Linked DNA regions of Columba livia: region 2 is linked to region 1. Evidence: chromatin contacts called from public Hi-C data. All regions are on one chromosome and are shown on one strand. Each heading gives the region's core, a stretch centred on a gene start, on an enhancer-like site or on the middle of the called end of the contact. The rest is flanking DNA. Distances are from core to core; before and after follow the strand shown. Region 1 holds the start of PAK2 (p21 (RAC1) activated kinase 2). Region 2 overlaps PAK2 (p21 (RAC1) activated kinase 2).

Region 1 (7,356 bases), core at 1,496-3,995:
TCACAGCCTAGTGAAAAAAAAAAGGTAAATATCTTTTGGACAAATGTGACAAAATATTGCAAGTGGCAAAAAAAGTGGAAGATCTGGCAATCTGAACAAGTGAGGATGTGAGAATAGAAACCAGTGTTAGTGGTAAGATGCTGTAGGGGAAACTGAGGCAGGAGGGGCTTGAATTACTGGGGTTTAGTGCTGTCAGTACCAAATACTTGGCATCAGAACAGGTTTAGATGGGCACTGATCAGTTTGGCTGGCATGTAGCTCACTAAATGTATCTAAAATTAGTCATGACCTCACCAATAAGCTTTTCAGCTGAACTTGATTCATACTGATTCTTGTTATTGTGAAATATGAGAGAAATCACAGAATTTCTCAATGAATTTCTTTTTTGTTATGGGAAATAGCAAATATTTACCATTTCTTAAATCCATAGCATTTGTATTAAAAATATAGTCGACAAGATTTTCTTTAAAAGCTGCAAATAAGTGTCATAGCTGTTATAGTGTAGAGTATGAAGGAATTTGCCAGTTAAATTTTCTCTCCCATACCAGAAACGACTGTCATTAGGCAAGCACAGCATCTTGCAGGCAGAAATGAGATACCTGTGAGTCCTTAGGAACAGATACAAAGGGCCAGACACAACCATATTCGTTATTAATATATGCAAGGACTGAATCAGAGCAATGAAATAGATGGTTTGGAGCGAGAGTGAGTGGGTTTGGGGGTGAAGGAGCAAGGAGAAGTAAAGATACCTTATGGGAAAGGAAAGTAGAGCTGAGGGAAGTGTGAAGTTCAGAAATCTGCTGTGGTTTCTGGAGAGATATGTGCAGAGGTGGATGAGCAAAATCTGGATCGTGGGAGGATCAAGTACAGAGTTCTATCAGAATGGGAAAGTAACAATGCGATATGCACAGAAAAAACAGATGTTGCTTCAAGCCTGGACTGACAGAGGATGTGAAGTCCATGCTGCAGGGCAGGTGGATATTTGGGGAGGTCATCTGGAAGATTAAATATGTCACAGGAATGTTGAGGGAGAAGTTTGAGGGCAAATATGCTGCTTTCACAGCTGCATTACTGCTGTGTCTCTTGGAACCTTGGCTGAGCAGTGGCTTGAGTCGCTGATGGTAGAAGTGGCAACATGGGAAGCTGGCGGAGCGACTGCACGCTGCTGTCACCGGTACTGCTGCACCCTGAGCTCCGGGGGCTTCTGGACCTGAGCAGTTGTTGGGAGAAAGGTTAATTTGTTGTCAGCTGTATGGATACCAAAATGAGCCCCTTGGTTGGAAAAGCCACTCAAGACCATCACGTCCAACCGTTCCCCCAGCCCTGGCACTGCCCCATGTCCTGAGAACCTCATGTCCGTCTGTCCAACCCTCCAGGGATGGTGACTCCAGCACTGCCCTGGGCAGCCTGTTCCAATGCCCCACAGCCCTTTGGGGAAGAAATTGTTCCCCACATCCAACCTCAACCTCCCCTGGCACAACTTGAGGCCGTTTCCTCTGCTCCCGGCGCTTGTTCCTGGGGAGCAGAGCCCGACCCCCCCTGGCTCCAAGCTCCTTTCAGGCAGTTCAGAGATCAGAAGGTCTCCCCTCAGCTCCTGTTCTCCAGCTGAACCCCCAGGTCCCTCAGCCGCTCCCATCACACTTGTGCTCCAGCCCCTCACCAGCTCCGTTCCCTTCTCTCCACTCGCTCCAGCACCACCAGAGCAAGAGGAAGAACCGTGCACAGAGGAGGTATGTGAAGCACAACCACCCTGACACCCTTCCCACCCTCCTGCTTGCAGATGGTTGTGGCTGCTGTCCCCTCTCGTACCCCCGCGAGCCGGGGGGGGCCTGGGCAGGGAAGAAACTACTGAATCACTTTTCCTCAAGGAATTAAGCGTTGAGGAAACAATGTCAAATTTAAACTCCAGAGAACTGAAGTGAGGGGTGAAGAAGAGCCAGTTGAGAAGTGGTGTAACTCTGTGGGGTTTTTTTGTTTGTTTGGGTTTTTTTCTGTAACTACAGTCAGCAATTTCTATAGCAATAGCCAGCTGCAGGGGCAAAAGCCCACTGCCCTAGAGAAAAAAAAAAAAGAATTATCAATCTACGAAAATGTCAGATGATCTGAGAACAACTGAGCTGTGATGGGTTGTAAGTACTGTGTGCTGTTTATAAATATATAAAGGGGGGTGTCAGGAGGATGGAGCCAGGCTCTTCTGGGTGACAACCAGTGACAGGACAAGGGGCAATGGGTACAAACTGGAACACAGGAGGTTCCACTTAAATTTGAGAAGAAACTTGTTGGGGGTGAGGGTGTCAGAGCCTGGCCCAGGCTGCCCAGGGAGGCTGTGGAGTCTCCTTCTGTGCAGACATTCCAACCCGCCTGGACACCTTCCTGTGTAACCTCATCTGGGTGTTCCTGCTCCATGGGGGGATTGCACTGGATGAGCTTTCCAGGCCCTTCAACCCCTGACATTCTGGGATTCTCTGTGGTGGGGAAGGCCCGGAGCAGCGCTGGCCCGGGCCTCTCCCGTCCCAGCCGCCAGCCGGGACCCTCCCCGGCCCCCTCAGGGGTGCTGCAGGGGCCGCGGTTCCCCACCGTGGCCGCCGCCCCGGTACAACCGGCCGGGGCCGCTGTCCCTTTAGTGAGCCGAACTGCGCTTCCCGCCCACCCCGGCGCACCGCCGAAGTCGTGACGCCACTTCCCGCGCGGGGCGCGGCGCCTGCCGGGAGTTGTAGTCGAGCATGCGTGGCTCCGCCCCCGCCCGCCCCCGCGGGCTGTGGCCACGCGCGGCGGTTCCGCTTCCCCTCCGGCCGCCGCCGCCGCCTCGGTGGGTCCCGCCGCCGCCATTGCTGAGGCGCCGTGTGGCGGCCGCGCCCCGCTCCACCCCCGCCCTTCGCGCCCCTGAGGCGGCCGGCGCCGCCGCGCCAGCCCGGTGAGTCCGCTCCCACCTGCCGTTCTTTGTGGAGCCCGCCGCGTCGGGGCCTGCGGCGGGCGGCGAGATCCGGGGCGGCCGCTCCCCTCACGGGCCCCGCGGGAGAGAGGAGGGGCGGGCGGGCCGGGGGGCGCTGCGCCGGGTCCGGCTCCGGGAGGGCGGCGGCGGGAGCGGTGCTCGGCCCCGCTTCCTGCGGGCCGCGGTGGGCCCCGCCTCGGCCCCCGCCCCCGGGGGAGCACGGGGGGCTCGGAATCCCCGGGCAACGGGCGAAAACCTCGCGGGAAAGCGCGGGTGTGGGTGTCGCGGAGATAAATCCTTACCAAAAAAAAGGTTTAAATAGAGAAGCGGAGCGCAGAGCCCCGGCCCGCCCAGCGCCTTGAGCGCTCTGGCTCTTCAAGCGCCTCACCTGCGTGGGGTTTCTCTTCCCTGTGTTTTGTGCTTTATTTTTATTACCGCTTTTTTGTTCTGTCAAAACGGGACGGTTGCACTTTGGTGCGAAGGTGTTGGGGAGGATAAAGTCGGTTTTAGCCTGGGACGAGCGAGCAGCTGCCCGGGGCTGCGTTGGGAATCAGCCGCTTTCAAGGAGCGATGTTGTGCTGTTCCCAAAGTGAACCGCTTCCCCTTCTGACTCACGGAGAGCGGAGACACTACCGATGTATGTTTTTAAAATAATCGTTATTTTGGAGGTCTTGTGATGATGGTGATGTTAGGTGCGATTCAAACATGGTGTATTGTGGGGGTTTTTATCTTGTTATTTCTGTTTTTGTCTTTTTTTTTTGGTGTGGTTTATACTTGTGCAAGTCTACTTTGCAGTATGGAGCATCCTCACAATGTGAGCCCCGGAGCGGTACCTCCCTAAAAACACAGGGACCAGCTTCTACGTGATTCGATCTGTTCGTTTTGGAGGCGGAGGGAATTTAACTCACAGAAGTGTTCTGGGGGCAGGTTAAGAAATACCTGTGTGTAACCAAATGACTTGGTCCAGTTTGATGTGACGGACTAATAGACTGAAATAGAAGCAACATGGAAATGCAAAAATGCAAAACCTCTGTGTTACGATCTTTGGAGTAGAATCTTTAAGATAATAGGAGCACATTAAAAAAAATGCACCGAGTGATGTTTTAGAGGAAGGAAAAACCTTACTTAAAAGTTCACTGGTTGGGTATTTCAGTTCTTGAGGCCAGAACAAAACTGCTTGAGGAAGAGTAACTCAGATCTTCTGTGTTGTCTAAGTTGTGTGTGGAATTTGACTTAGCTTTGTGCAGATGTAGTTGTTAAAACAAAAATATCGGGCTGTTAAATGGGGAATGAAGCCTTTGTCTATTGATCTTGCAGTTTTTAACACGGTGTGGCGTGTTTCGGTGTATCCCAGGCATGGTTGTCAGAGGCTGATTTACTGGGATGAAATTCATTGCGAGTTACAACTGGGACGTTGGGCCAACTGGGGGAGTTTCCTTCAGAGACACCTGCTCGTGTTCCCCCTGTGGTCTGGATGCTGAGCAGAATGGTGAATCCTTGACCACGTCTGGGAAGTAAAATCTTGTGCTTATTTTAAAATGTAGCCTTTTAAAACCTCATGTGTGCTTGCGCTAAGTCAGCCTTTTCGTTATATTTAAAAATGATTCAAATCCAAAAATTATTCGAATAACTTTAGGGTAAGGGTTCAGGGTATTGGGGCTGCGGATTTTGTTCTTGTGCTGGTATGAAAAGCCATAGGGATCTGAATCTAGCTCTTTGTGTTTTACGAGTAAAACACACTTCTGCTTTGGAGTTCTTGCATCAGTCTTGGTTTGGGGCTGCTTTTTTTTTCTTCTACCTTTTATGTGTTTTCTGCATTAGGAGGTTTCTGGGGTACTGAGAACTTCCCTGCAAGTTTTGTGCCAGCATATTCATGTTCCTTACAACACACATTTATTGATGTGTCTGTGCCGCAGCCACAACAAAGAAAAAGCTGCTTGTTCTGAAAGCAACCCCTGGTTACCGAGGTGCTCTTCCAGACGACCCAACCCAGTCATAGCACCAGCAGAGATGCAAGTCCTGGGGTCAGAAACTGGGATGCAGGCAGCAAACGTTGAAAATCATTTGGCTCGGTAACCCATTCAGGAGGAGAAGGCAGCGGAGGGATGGTGGAGAGGTTTTTAGCAGCAGGCACCAAGTATTTGCACACATCCTAATGAATTGTTTCTGCTGAAGTTGGGAAAGGATACAACCAAGTTGCCAAAAGGAGGTAGTTGTGGAGCTTTCCCTTTTTTGTTTTTAATTTTCTAGAAATATAGTCGCAACGATCAGCTCTGCTCTGCGCTCTCTTGGACCTGGTGAGAGATTCAGAAAGGCTGCAGTGAGCTCGATTTTCAGATTTCCAAGGAGGCACCTTCTTCCTAAATCAAGTTTGCCTGGCCCCAAACTTTGAGACCGCTTTGTAATTGCGCAGTGTCGCCTTGGAGAGGGTTCCGAACCTGCTGAGCTCACCACAGTGACCAAACGGACCTTTTCGGTGAAGTTTAACTTGTCAAATGCTGAAGTTACCGCTTTGGTCTGTGAAGTGTAGTGCTGCTGGAGATAACAAATTGCTCCCAGTGCTCGGGTGTCTAAGGGTTCTTGTTGTGCTTTGCTGTTTGGAATGAGGGTGTCTAGAGGCTGCTATGTTGTGAAATTTTATAAAACTCTTGTTTGCGTTTAAATGCAGGTGGTAAGATATTTTCAGGTCTCCTAGCGACCGACCTAACCAGGGCCTAAGTCGCAAGGTGTAGACTGAGCTCACAGTTTATATTCAAGCCGTACTTTACTGCTCAAGGTTTGTGAGATCTTGGAGCATGATTTTACCTAAATTGTGCCTTATTTTAATTGGAAAACACACACTTCAGTGCTGTATTTTGACCGATGTAGTGGACAGTGTCTGTCATCAAGAGCTGGAAACACCGGTTTTGGTCCCAGTCCTGTATCTGACTTGTCAGTTTAAGTCGATCATTCTTTCTGTTTTCTCATCTGGGAATGGGGATTAGTCAGGCTTTGAAAATGTCTCCCCTGGCAGGCAGGTAGAGGTGGAAATGTTAGGAACATGCCTTAAAATTCATAGTTTCTTTTTTGCTGTTTAGGTATATTTGTGGTGATTAGACACGCTGTCTGTGAATTCACGAGAGGAATTCCTTATGCTTTTGAAAGGCCAAGGTTACCGTGTATTGAAATACTTTAGAAATTGGGCAGGCTTCTTTTATTCTTCAGGCAAGACAAGTGGATTTTGAAATTCTCGAATCGATGTATCTAACTCCTTTAATTTCAAAATGCTTTTAAAAACCTTTGATTCCGCTGCTACCGATGTACAGGTGCGTGGCATTGTTTTGATGGAAACGCTTTACTAGGGAATCAGAGTATTTTCAAGTCTCTTAGGGAATGTTGGGTGCTTTGTAAAATAGATAGGTCGTGCTTTCCCAAAAGATCTAAGCCCAGCCTAAAGCTTAATGCTTAAACAGCACCACGTTGTAACTGGAAGATGTTCTGGCATATGTGTAGTTGCCTGTTGCCAACAACTGTACGGTATTTGAATACTTGGTCAGGCCTGTTCTCTCTGCCAATGAGCAGATATTGTTTCCTACCTTTAAAAGAGTTATTTTGATAAGATGGGTTTAATTCTTTCTGACTCTGTACTTTCACTTCACAGAAAAGCAGCTGTAGGAAGGAACCGACATGTCAGGACTGGTTTAAAAGGGGTGTACCATGTAAAGAAAGGGATTAAACATAATTGGAATCGGAATGACGGCAGCTGGCAGGTGTATTAAGGAATGGAAATACACTAAAAATCTTTCCAATTCAACATATATATATATATATATATGTACACACACACATATACATTTTTTTTTTTTTTAAGGTTTCTGCTTCCTGTTTAGGTGCTGGATGTTTGGCTCAGTGGGTACCCACAGCATATATTGGCTTTCCCATAGCTCCATTAATGAGTCAACTCTTTAATGAGTTTTATTCAATAGTGTGGGGTTTCTTTTAGAAACAAATGTAATACTTTCTACTCCAAGTTATATTTGTTCTTCATTTACCCGCAGTCTAGAACTCATTGAACTAACAGAGGTATCTCTTGTACAGGAGCGAAAAAGGGCTGTTTGTAGAAGATGCTTTTAAGGATTGCCTTTGAATCTTGAAGCCCATTCCTCCTGAAAGGTTTTCAACAAAGTGAGAACCTGTACGAATGAATATTAAAATATCTTTCCCCTACGTTTGTCTCCTCTTTTAATAGGGTCTTTTGGGGATTCAGGCAGGAGCTGGCTGGGCAGTTTCTTGTGGAAATGGAAAGTACGCTTCAGCTTGTGTAGCATCTGCTTTAGGATGTAAAAAATTACTGTTTAATAAGTTATGTTAATATTTTAAAGTGAGCAACTTTTAAAACTCAAAAAAATTACTAAAGGTAAAAGGAGAAGAAACCTAAGAGTCTC
Region 2 (7,356 bases), core at 2,934-5,433, 33 kb after region 1:
ACTCTCCTCCTTGATTCAAGATACTGCTAAGGGAGCAGAAATACCCTTCGATCCTGGTTTCACATCTCGATGAGGCAGAACACATAAATGTGATGATCAGTGCTTGGTTTGGAGTGGGTTTATCTGCCCTTAGGGGAGGATTTTAGAAACTTGCAGCTTCCTTCTGTGGTTGTGACCATGAAATTTGGCTTTCTGAGAGCTGAAAAAAAAATCTCCAAAGCTCTCTGTGTTCTTGTCACGGAGGCACCCTGAGGTTAGTTTAAGGGACAACAGGGTCCAAAACAAGCCTTTATTCGGTAAAAGAAAGTGCAGCAGATTGACCAGTGGAAGATGGGGTTTAGCACTCCGAAGTGACTTTGAATACAGGTTTGGATATCAGTTGAGTAAATCATTAAGGGGCAGCAACTAATACAACAGGAGGTCCACAGTGTGCATGCGTGTGGCTTCACCAAAAACAATGCCAGAGCCATTCCTGAGTCCAGGAAGAGTCCACACTTGCCTGAACACGGTGTGGGATTATTTTAAAGGGATACACGTACTTGTATTGGGTACGGAAAGTGTACACTCACGATTCTGCGAGGGGAAATTTATAATACACTCGCAATCCTGCGAGGAGAAATACATGTGCAAATGTGCACGGAATATTACACGTGCTTATGTGGAAGCACGGGGGGAAAATACACGCGCGATTATGCGAGGATTAATTTATACACGTGCTCGTATTGAGCACGAAAACTACGCCGGAGTCTCCGTCCCGGGGGAGGGGGAGCAGTGCCTCCTGGCAGCAGCGGCTCAGCTCGTAACTCCCAAGAGGTCGCGCGTAAGGGGCGAAGCCTCGACGAGAATCCTGTTTTTATAGCCTGATCAGGTCTGACTGTGGGCATTCCAGAAGCTTCTCTGCACCCACACACTGGCTGTGGGGTGCCCCTGAAGCCTCCAAACATCCCCCACACTGGCCGCGGGTACCCGGCAGCTCCCTGGTGCCTCGGCACTCCCTTCTCCTAACGGCCCTGGCCAGCGGGCTCTGGGGTCAAACAAAAGAAGCTGTCAACCTCAAGCAGCAGAGAGAGAGTGTCTACTCTACTCTACTCTACATGTGTCTACTCCTTCCATATCGAAGGAGGGAGGGGGAGAGAGCGGGGTTTGCATCCTGCCACAATTCTTTACTCTGTTCACTCTCTATTATTTTTCTGATGATTTTATGTATTCTGCTGTTTGTCCTATTTAGAAAAAGATGGTTTCCCTTCAGGAACACCAACGGTGAGTGTGTTTGCTATTCTTTGTCTATTCGTACTCGCGTAAGAGTTCAGGTCTTCTGCATTTGCTGTGGACTGAATCTCGTAGTGTAAAACCAAATGAGATTTTTGTGAAATAAAAACATAAAGTTGGGGCATCAACACAGCGTATTTCACTGGAGCGATAGTATTTTAGTCTTGGAATAGAACGTAATAGGGCACTTAAACCGCTCAACCTATTATTTTCTTTTGACAACAGTAAGAATTCTTTAATCTTCATGGGGGGGGGGGCACAGAGAAGCAAGTCTTTAACTCTGTAGGGGAAACAATTCTGTTTGTTTATTAATTTTTTGTAATTTGGTTAAAAATATAGGGCATTGCCAAAGGTTTGGAGCCATCAACAGCTGTGGCAGATGATGATGAGGATGATGAGGAAGCTCCTCCTCCTGTTATTGCCCCACGGCCAGACCACACAAAATCAGTGAGTGGCTGTCAAATTCCCAAACTCCTCGGTGCTGCAGGATTTTTTCTACTTCTGTTACCTAGCAAAGCGTTGTAATTGTGAAATAAACTCTTGTAAGTTCTGCTTTTTCTTTGAGTTTGCTAAGAAAATGCCTAATTTCTGGATATCAAATCAGAAATCCTGAAGTTAATGCTGATTTGTTTGTGGGCTTGTGTTGAAGATAGCCAGTGAAGCCTCTACTTCAACCCAAGATACGACGAGGAGGCTTCTTAGTCCTAAAAGTGGCAGCGTCTTTGATTTCCTTTATTTCATTTGATTGCAGTGTGGTAACCTCACCAAATGTCCCACCTAAACCCAAACAAATTCACATTTAAGATTCGAAAGCTGATTTTACTCATCAGCATTACCTGGAAAGTTAAATGCTTAAGAAGTTGTTAGTTAAGTTTTAGTGTAGTTGTCTTGAACTTCACGCCTTGTGAACAAATCCCAGCTCATACTTTGGACTGTGATATGCAGATATGTTGCTGCTCTGCCCATTTATTTTTGCTGCGGGAGCACGAATGTGAATTGTGTATTTGTGTCAGTGATGCTGCTTTATAATCGCCCACTCTGGGGATGTAAACGTATCAAATGTGACAGATCTTACAGCTTGATATTTCTAAGGTGTGTCCATGAACAGCTCAGGAGGAAGTTAAATAAAGCTCCAAGAAAATCCCCTAAACCGGGGGCAACTGGGAAGTTTTTGAGAGCCTCGTGCTTCTTTTCATGTTGAAGCATGAATCTTTTTCCTTTCAATCTCAGGAGTGGTTGAATCTCGCTATTAAATAGTGATTTCTGCGCTGATAACTAGCGTGGGTTATGCAGAATAAGCAGGTAGAAAACCCACCAAAGGTTTCTGTGTGGAAATGAATCTCCTGGCATCCGCTCAGGGGGTGCCTGGGTCCTTCTTTCAGAGCTCAATAAAGTTACCAGCATCTTGACTTTATGGAATTTAATGCTTCTCAGATCTAATTTCTGCCTCCAACCTGTTATGTCAACTGGTGTTTGGGGAATCTTTGAAGAACTGTGAACGGTCTCTGTTTTAACAGATTTACACTCGATCTGTGATTGACCCCATCCCTGCGCCGGCTGGTGACGCCGCTGTTGACAGCGCGACGAAATCGGGTGATAAGCAGAAGAAGAAGACCAAAATGTCAGATGAAGAGATTGTGGAGAAACTACGTAGGTGGTTTTTGTTTCAGATAAACGACGGCTCTAAGGCTGGGGAGGAACGTTAAGCTTTTGCCCTCATCTTTTATGGCTTGTGTGGATACCATGCTTGATTGGTTTTGTGTCCAAGAGCAGCTGAGAGGAACATTCAGAAGCTTTGCTGATTTATGTGCTTCAGAGCCTTATTGGGTAAAAAAGATCGTAGAACAGGTTTTGTGGGTTGAAGTTGGGTTGTGACAGTGCGATCTGCCTGTATAATACAACCATAATAACACAAAATAGCTTCTGCTGTTGTTTGTTCCGTAGTCATCTTGAAGACAATTTTTCACATTGATGTTCCTGTGCTTAAGTCGAGAACTGACTGGTTTCCAGACTAGGCCCAGCTACCGGTTTTGTCATAACCCCACACTGGGTTTTGCTACACAGAAGACCACAATTAAATTGAGATACTAGTGGGAAATAGCATGATGTGTCTCCTTTCTTCTTTAGGGACTATCGTGAGCATAGGAGATCCCAAGAAAAAATACACCAGATATGAAAAAATCGGGCAGGGGTAAGTGCTCACCCCAACTTTTATTCCCAGTGAGGCAGCATTAAGACCAGTTCTCTGTTCAATCTGATGGCGTAGCCCCTGCTTACTGAAGCAGGCAGAAGTGTGGGCTGTGTTAAGTGGTGATAAACACATGGTGAAGGCTGGAAATATTCTTTTAATGGGAGAGTGTATCTAGTCCTCTCCTCTCTGGTAAGATGTGTTCACGATGGCTGAATAGCACGAGGACGTGTCAGAGTTATCTTCGGTAACAGTACTGCCTGGACCAAGGTATTATTGGAGAAGAAAGTATATGTTAATACAAGTTGTAGCTTTTCCAGCCTAACTCCTACTGTATACTTTCCAAATAGGTCTGTCTGTGTTTGTGTGTGGGCTTCCCTGGGGGAAAAGAAAAGTTAATACCTATTGCAGAAAGGGTTGCCCAGCTTATCTGATCTTCTGGGGGCTCAAACACGCTGGATACAGGAGGATAGTTGGTGTCAGAGAGAACTCGAGATGATTTTGTTGTATGTGAACCACCTGGTGTTTCCGTGATACCACTTGCTTCTAATAACCTTCTTTTTGATAAAGCTCTTGCAACGTCGCAAGCTGACACAGTTTAGTGTTTGTGATCTATCTGTTCATGTGTGTGTTTTTTATACAACTGCCTGCAATGTTGTTTTTTTTTCTTCACAGGGCTTCAGGTACAGTGTTCACAGCTATCGATGTGGCAACGGGGCAGGAGGTGAGATTTCTGAGTTCACTGCACTGCGATTGCTTTGTCTGTGTAAATGTTTTTATGTAGGTGGCTGAATGTTTTTATGTGGGCTCCAGTATAAGTTGGGGAATGAGCTGTTGAAGAGCAGTGTAGGGGAAAGGGACCGGGGGTCCTGGGGACAGCAGGGTGACCATGAGCCAGCACTGGGCCCTTGTGGCCAGGAAGGCCAGTGGTACCTGGGGTGGGTTAGAAGGGGGTGGTCAGTAGGTCAGAGAGGTTCTCCTGCCCCTCTGCTCTGCCCTGGGGAGACCACACCTGGAATCTTGTGTCCAGTTGTGGCCCCTCAGTTCCAGCAGGACAGGGAACTGCTGGAGAGAGTCCAGCGCAGCCACCAAGATGCTGAAGGGAGTGGAGCATCTCCCGGGTGAGGAAAGGCTGAGGGAGCTGGGGCTCTGGAGCTGGAGAAGAGGAGACTGAGGGGTGACTCATTCCTGGGGATCAATATGGAAAGGGGGAGTGTCAGGAGGATGGAGCCAGGCTCTTCTGGGTGACAACCAGTGACAAGACAAGGGGCAATGGGTGCAAACTGGAACACAAAAGGTTCCACTTAAATATGAGAAGAAACTTGTTCATGGTGAGGGGGTCAGAGCCTGGCCCAGGCTGCCCAGGGAGGTTGTGGAGTCTCCTTCTCTGCAGACATTCCAACCCGCCTGGACGCCTTCCTGTGTAACCTCATCTGGGTGTTCCTGCTCCATGTGGGGATTGCACTGGATGAGCTTTCCAGGTCCCTTCCAGTCCCTGACACTCTGGGATTCTGTGAAATTACTTGACTCGATTTCTTTCTGTGGCTCCCATCTCTGCTATTACCTCCCAGAAGAATGTTGTCATAGTCGTCTGTAACAGTGTGTGCCTTGTTCTGTGATAATCAGATGATCCAAGCTAAAAATAGAGTTTTGTCTTTCGGGTGAAAAGCAGAGGGAGTGAGGTGTTTTGAATAAAGTTTTGCCTTTGCGAATTGTGGGCCGTGGTGTCCCGCATTTTCAAAACTTACATTTTGTTCAGTGTTTGCACACTTGCTCTCTAGTCCCATGTCAGCAGAGGTGGTGGATGTGCCCATCTGTATGTGTCAGCTCCCCCGATGTGATTCTCTGCTGTGGTCACAGAGCCTTCTCCACGTCCTGCTCTTTGCTTTCCCTCCTTGGTGTCTCCAAACCCTCCTGGTGAAGTTGGTAACATCAGCAATAATCTTCTTGCTTGTCACCTAGTGGTCATCCCTGGTTCCCAGGATTTAAACTTAGGAATTATTTGCTTTTCTTTAATTTCACAATCCCTTAATTTTCTTTTAAACATCTGCCAGTAGCCTTAGGTCACCGATCAGTAATTGCCCTTTCAACATCAGCCACATTTACCAGTACTGTAGCGGAGCACATCTCTAAAACACAAGCCTTTCAGTCATCCCAGTGCCTCGTCTCTTAGATTCCTCTCTGCACACTGCAGTACTTCATGTCCTCATACTGAGTGCATGCTACATTTTGTAATTCAGTTCCTTTCTTAGACCTCCCGTGCGTCTTGTCAGGCCGTTTGCAGTCTCTGTGCATTAAAGGGATGCGGTACTCTGGCTTTCCGGGTAGAATTTGGTCTATTCAGTGGTGAGAACAGGCCAAAGGAGGATTTTATTGCTATTTTCAATGCCCGGATGGGAAGGTGTAGAGAATATGGAGCGCAGACTCCTCCTAGAGCAACACAATGACAGGACAAGAGGTAACAGACAAAAATTGCCATAAAGGAGAGTCTGGTTAGATAGTAGAAATGTTTTTCCCCTCACAGTCAGGATGGTTGAACATGGGACAGGAGCCCAGAGCTGAATATCTGCCCATGGACTATCTGCCCATGGATATCTCCATTCAAACCACAGTTGCACAAAACCTTCAGTAACCTGCTCCACATTGGCTGTGCTGTGGGCAAGGGATTGGACCAGGCGGCCTCCGGAGATCCCCTGAAAACTTAATTATGATTCTGTGCCATGGGTTTTCTCCTTTTAATGCTCTTGGCAATACGATAGCGATGGTTTCTACAGGGTTATATTGGTTCTTGCATTTGGTTTTGGACTGGTAGGCAGGTCATCTTGTAAACTCCAAAGTGCCTCCTCAAAGTGTTGCAGGTAACATAACTGCAACAATTCTTCTACATTTTAAAATCGGGAATAGTTACCCTGATTAGCTTATTTCCTGGACAAGACAGCTCTTGATCTTCCCTTCCTTCTCTGGGATAGTTCAGTTGCTTAATTGCTTTGAGAGCAATTCCTTCTGCCTCCCAGCACTTCCTATACCCAAAGGCTAATTTGGTCGGAACCTAGAAACACCTATTATCTTGCCTTGCATTGGAAGGTTTATTCTATCACCCTTAGTTGCTACAAGATCCTCTTCTGCCCTAGGCCCGTTGAAATGAAATTGGGCGAGTATCTTTTTATCTTCTGAATGTTTCCTTCTGGCCTTCGTTATTGTTTGCGAAACTTTTCAGCTGCAAGAAGGTGATGTTGCTGTGGGCGTGAGTTGTATGCTCGTCGAGCTGTAATTCTTTTAAGTTGTATGCTAATAAATAAATAACTTGCCAGCTGCAAGCTGTGCTAAACTCCTTTAATCCTGTTATGGAATTTCTTCTAAATTTCCACAATATTAAGAACGACCGAATGGTTTTGTTACCTGCGTTCAAGCAATTGCTATTTTGTTTTGTCCTATTCAGGTTGCTATTAAACAGATAAACCTGCAGAAACAGCCCAAGAAGGAGCTGATTATTAATGAAATCTTGGTAATGAAGGAGCTAAAGAACCCCAACATCGTCAACTTCCTGGACAGGTAAGTGCAGCTGGCTGGTCGATTCCTTCATCCCCAGGGGCTTCCAGAGGTTTTAACTTGATTTACTAACACAGATCCGTACCTGAGGGTCTTATAAGCAAATGAAACTGTATATAGACTGCCATCTGAAACAAAAATAACAGGTCATCTGTCCTGTAGGGTGCTATCGTGCCCATTTAGGACATAAGACGCACACAGCTTTTATTGGCAGCATTTACATTTCATGTTGCCTTCCAGAGATGAACTTTCTTTACCATTTGTCTAGAAGTGCTTGTGAATCATTTCATTGCCCGACTCTTCTCAGTCGTTTTCCAGTTCTCAACCTTGTGATGGCAAACGAGCATGCT

What was found. A called contact is a pair of places that touch in the nucleus more often than the background predicts.
Region 2: a contact with region 1 is called in a Hi-C map of crop, with 2.0 times the contacts expected there. The contact joins the enhancer-like site here to the promoter of PAK2 in region 1. A contact is called at or near these places in 2 of 2 Hi-C or Micro-C datasets (crop and liver).

Annotation. Positions count from the first base shown.
Region 1 is chr9:20,688,938-20,696,293 of bColLiv1.pat.W.v2, forward strand. PAK2 (p21 (RAC1) activated kinase 2) reads left to right here and starts at 2,746. Exons shown (of 15, transcript XM_065073045.1): 1 at 2,746-2,914. LOC135580187 (a long non-coding RNA gene) reads right to left here and starts at 3,331. Exons shown (of 2, transcript XR_010474482.1): 1 at 2,931-3,331; 2 at 1-1,210.
Region 2 is chr9:20,720,423-20,727,778 of bColLiv1.pat.W.v2, forward strand. It overlaps PAK2 (p21 (RAC1) activated kinase 2), which reads left to right. Exons shown (of 15, transcript XM_065073045.1): 5 at 1,229-1,260; 6 at 1,609-1,716; 7 at 2,787-2,919; 8 at 3,397-3,460; 9 at 4,133-4,181; 10 at 6,897-7,009. Among named protein-coding and RNA genes, the nearest start is that of SRPRB, 19 kb to the right of the region's middle. Within about 2 kb of position 4,184, at least 1 of the 3 cell types and tissues checked has an H3K27ac peak away from gene starts, as active enhancers do.